Linked DNA regions of Nothobranchius furzeri: region 2 is linked to region 1. The links are chromatin contacts, called in public Hi-C maps. All regions are on one chromosome and are shown on one strand. The core of a region is the stretch at or near the end of the contact, and the rest is flanking DNA. Distances in the headings are between cores, read along the strand shown.

Region 1 (2,551 bases), core at 15-2,514:
GCCTGACAGCATGGCAGCTTCATCTCTGCTCTCCTGTTCCTGCCATGAGAGGAAGTCAAGTTTTCTGTTCTCCAGTTCACAATAAGAGGGAAATGTAGCAAAACAGCATTATTTGAGTCCTTTAATTAGTGAATTAATGGTTTTTTTTTTATTGTTGTTGGCGGTGTCTTCATTCTCCTTTATTTTTGTTTATAAGTCAAGCACTTATCTTTAGAGAAAAGCTGATCATAAATAGATGGTGGTTGTCTTATGTAACTCCATCTTTAGGTGGCATGAAGGGGTGACAGCGATCTGTAATGCTCAAACACCTGATGCGTTGCTATAAATAACCAGATACATTATATTTGTCTTATTTTAGTCATCTGTGTTGTGAAGCAGTGTTATCGCATTGTAAATAAGTCACTGAACATCTAGAAAGAAATACAGTCTTCCAGAATACAGGTAGACCAGTAAACCTGTGAAGGGAGGATGAAGATGCAAGAAAATCAATGCACTTGTTTGCTTTAGGCTTCATGTTTCTGCCTTCTTATGATAATGCTCCTCAAGAGTAAATAAAACACCCTTTCTCTTTTCTTACACAACGTGGCCTTTTCTGTTGCCAACGCATCCATCCCATGTGTGTGTGTGTGCGTGTGTGTGTGTGTATGTGTGTGTGTGTGTGTGTGTGTGTGTGTGTGTGTGTGTGTGTGTGTGTGTGTGTGTGTGTGTGTGTAACTTTAACCTGACAATCTGACAGTGGGATTTCCTACAAGCGTGTGTAGTGTGTGGGCTGCTTTGCTGAGCTGAGATGTGTGGGGTCATGTGTGGATGCGTGGGATGCGATGTACAGTATCAGGTTCTAAGTATACTCACTTATGCACGCGGTGGACTAAAAGAAGAGCTGGTGATCAGCGTCTCTCAGGGACAAAAAGATAAGTGACACGGATTTCACTTAAACGGCTACTTTGATGACATCCCGATTAATCTCGAAATTTCTTGGCAAAAAACTGAAGAAATGAATTTGAGTTTGTCTGGGTGAAATGATCTGTCTCTGCCATCTAGTGGTGAATAAGCACCACTACCGATAGAGGAGGCAGAAGTGCTGCTGTCTTTTTCTGATGACTCAGTCTTTTTGTTGTTATCAGAAAAGCCAGTTTTACTTTGGTGTGTGTGTGTGCGCGCGCGCGTGCGTGTGTGTGCGTGCGCGCGCGTTATAGTTCGAACTGAATGAACAATGGGGATAAGTGGAAAAAATCCGAGGAGACGTTGAAGGAAGCAGTTACCATGACAACGGTACACACGGCACACCTAGCTAACTTCTAGAGCTGGTAAGTTGCTCCGTTTGAGTCTGTGAATGGCAATAATGCAGCAGGGTTCGCTTCATAATACCACAGCCATGTTTCATACTGTCTGTTTTATTATATCCTGCTCATTTATCTCTCAATTAAACCGTAAGGTGCACTAATGTTTAGCTAGTGCTTTAGCTCGTTTAGCTGTTTGTACAGTTTCATTTAAAATAATATTAATGTCATTTTTGCCTAAATTAGTAAACAGTTTCGACGTTACGCGTACATCTGACATTTTGATGTGAGCTAAGAGGAATAAAAGTAATAAATAAATAAATAAATAAATAAATAAATAAGCTGACGTCATGCGCTGCCCAGAATGCATCACGAGAGCATCCGTCAGATCGTCAAAGTTCATCTGAGAAAATTTATGGAAAATAATTATTTAGAGGAATGTTTGATAAAATTAACATGAATATGGAAATATTGCGTTGAACATTAGTAATGGCATTGATGCGTAATATATATGATACAGGAAGTTATATCTCCAACAAATCAACAGTTAATTATATAAATATGTAGTTAGCTTTTTCTAAAGGACATCTTGTGTGGATTCCAACTTTTATTTACAATTAGCAGAGAGGCAGCAAAAACGTGCAGGGTAGTGGTCCACAGCATCACTTCAGTCGTTATAGCTGCATTGTTTATGGTCCTCCTGAATATACTTCAAGCATGTCAGCTGCAGTGGATGTAGAAGTCATAGATGTTTTATAGGTAGAATTTAAGAGATGTTGTGTTTCTTCATAAATACTGTTAATAAATATTTGCATCAGATGATCATTGATGATGACTTTGTGATGCTTTATTTAACCCACGTTCGTCCTGGTAGGAAGGGATTTGTTGGGACCGCTGTGATTTTGTTTCATTAAGTCATATTCTGAGCAAACAGCTGCGTTTTCTTTGTTCCACAACTGGACCTTCTTAAATCACATTTGTAGTTGTCATTTTGATCTGTTGCCAAATATCAGACCGATTTATAACATATCAGGACTTGTAGAGTGACTGTTGTGTTTCAGTCACCTGCTCCTGTGATCTGAGCTGGTGGAGCTTCTGAGGCAGAGAGCGATGTTGTCAGCATGCTTTTGTCATGTCAAGCTTCTCTCGCTCACATAAGCACACGTGCCACAACCCTTATTGATATCCGATTAATCTGCATGCTTGTAAACATGTTCTTCAGACAGCTTCATGGTTTCAGACACAAATACTCTACAGAAATCTAGAAAGAT
Region 2 (2,551 bases), core at 32-2,531, 99 kb before region 1:
TTGCTGTAAGAACAGACACAAACGTTTACATGCTAAGGAGGTTCTAGAGAACTCTTGCATCATGTTGGACTGAGGACCAAGATGATGTGGAAAATCATTCAAGTGAAGGCCACAGCCTTAAAGGTTGGTTTATGCTTGATGCGTCCGCGAGGTCCGCACGGCTCCGCGTGGAAAAGTTGCGTCATTTTGCGTCATTTTAACAACCACGCCCCTCCACCGCGTCTCCGCACGGCCCAAGATTTCCGCAACGCGCACCTCGGAAAATTTCTAACCACGCGGACGGTCGGACACGGAAAAACATGGCGGACCGGCACGGCAGAGGTTCGTAAATACAGACATTTGTATGATTCAGCTCTCAAAGATCACCGTGATCAACATGTTGTTAATAATTCTTGGAGAGAAATAGCTCGCACTGTCGGAAAAGACGAGAACGCTGTTAAAAATGCTGAAATGTCATGTTGTAAACAGTAATTTCTACTTCTACTATGGTGTAGTGTTGGATGCATGCTGTAGAGCTCCATGCTGCCCCCTACAGTTTGGGAGAATATTGGCTCACCGCAGAGACGAGCCGCACGAACCATAAACGCTGCGAGTTGTGAAGCGCGTTCCAGCCGCGAGCCGCATCACCGCGCGGAAAGTGAATGCGTCAAGCATAAACCAAGCTTCAGTCTTTTAAGGACAACTCATGAGGTTTATTATCATGTCACAAATCAGTAGTAGAGTACTGAAATAAAAGTGAACTGAGCTTTGACTGCGAATGTGAGATGTTAGATCGAGGACGTCGCCACCTCACGTTTACTTTTTAGCCTTTATTTCGGTCTGAATTTGCTTGTTAGCTAAATATTTAGCCATGAGCTGACACATTTATTTATAGATTTCTACATTCAGATGTACCTAGAATATTAACATTATTTTTTGAGGAAAAACATCGTAACATCCTTATGTTTTCACCCGCTTATCTGAGACTAGGTCACAGGAGTAGCATCCCCAGCAGAGAGGCTCAAACCGCCCTCTCCCCAGCAGCCTCCACCTGCTCCACACGCAGGGTGCCCAGGCGGTGTCTGGCAAACGTGGGGATGTAATCCTTCACCATGTCGACCCACAGGCTTCCTGCTGGTAGGACATGATTCAAACGCTCTCCTGGGAAGTGTCCAAGGGACATCCTGACGTAACGCCTGAACCAGTTCAGCCGGCTCCTCTCAGTATGGAAGAGCAGCTCTACTCTGAACCTCTCCCAGATGTCCAAGCTCTTCACTCTTTCTCTACTGTTGGGCCCAGTCATCCAACGGTCTGGTCTGCCACCAGACACAACCCAAGCTCAGGCCTGCCCTCAGGGTGGGCACCCATCTGGGCTGGGCACGCTGGTTTGAAGCTCAAAACGGGTCTTGTGCTGCCCTCACGACACGTGACCATGTGAAGCTAGACAGCCAGCGAACAAAATAGACGAGATCTCCACACAAGGCTTGCTTTTCTTGATTTTACTGAAGATCTTTTAAGCCTTATCTCTCTCAAGGCTTCTCCTTGCTATTTCTTATTTGTAACTGAAACATACAGAGTGAAAATAAATCGCTAGCTAATACACATCTTAATAAGAACTTAAAGATTAGCCTAGCTTAACAGGTACATTACATTAGCATCACAGTTCACTCTCTATGTAAACACATATAAAGGTTATTTCTGAACACATTAATACTTACAAAGACGAACGTTTCCTAAAGGTACAAGCGTGTAGGGCACTTATAGCGTGTACATGAACTTATTCACTGTTTTAATACTGCCGAAGCACTTTTCACAGCGTTCGCGGAGAAAAAACGTCAAAGATAGGTGAATGATAAGAGCGCTCACTCGCTCCCATTTCCGCACGTACAATACAAAGATCGCTTGTGATAACGATGTCTCACTCTGAGCAAATTTCAAACCCACACATTTTAACTGTTTTTTTTAGCATGAATCACACATTTCTTAACTTTGAAATTATTTATCACCTTGCTTTCATAACTTAATCAGATTATGCAATAACTACTGACTTTTAACTAAAAGGCATAACAGGTCTTATATAGTAACATGTAGTATTTCATTTTCAAGGTGAAGACATTTGAAGAGGTTTGTGAGTGCGGTGTTGTTGCTGTTATTTTCCTTTTCATAATTATCTGTCAGAAGATTGTTGCATTGATCTGACACCACCCCTCCTGACACAGATGGCCTCCCTCTGGAAGTGAGTCCAATACAGATGTCACTTAACAAGGATTGCTCTCATTTCACACCAGCTTAAGGCAGAAAGTCAGCAGCGCTGCACCAGGGTGGTGATGCAGCGCAGCATCAAAGGGGCTTATCCTTTGAGAGTCAAGGCGGGTGTGATGCCGGCACTGAGGCATTTGCAGGAATAATCCAGCCCCCCCTCCTACTCTGAAACTGAAAGCATCCAATGTGTCCCACGAGCAGCGGAGGAAGAGCGTGGACTGGGTGTTTTTTTTTAATCATGAGGAGATAGAACCATCAGGAGCCAAGCCTTCTGCTAACAGGACCAGCTCCTGAAGAGGAGAACATTAAT

Evidence for each region. Hi-C and Micro-C count contacts between places; a contact is called where the count stands out from the background.
Region 2: a Hi-C map of skeletal muscle shows a contact between it and region 1, with 7 times the contacts expected there. The contact joins the enhancer-like site here to the promoter of LOC107378415 in region 1. A contact is called at or near these places in 2 of 2 Hi-C or Micro-C datasets (skeletal muscle and tail fin).

Annotation. Positions count from the first base shown.
Region 1 is chr1:28,630,396-28,632,946 of NfurGRZ-RIMD1, reverse strand. LOC107378415 (cilia- and flagella-associated protein 100) reads left to right here and starts at 1,264. Exons shown (of 13, transcript XM_070553232.1): 1 at 1,264-1,272. The coding sequence starts at 1,264.
Region 2 is chr1:28,728,986-28,731,536 of NfurGRZ-RIMD1, reverse strand. gabra4 (gamma-aminobutyric acid type A receptor subunit alpha4) reads right to left here. Exons shown (of 9, transcript XM_015948856.3): 9 at 1-3. Among protein-coding and RNA genes, the nearest start is that of LOC139069756, 32 kb to the left of the region's middle. Within about 2 kb of position 1,281, at least 1 of the 3 cell types and tissues checked has an H3K27ac peak or open chromatin away from gene starts, as enhancers often do. A contact at or near this core is called in tail fin, where this site is marked.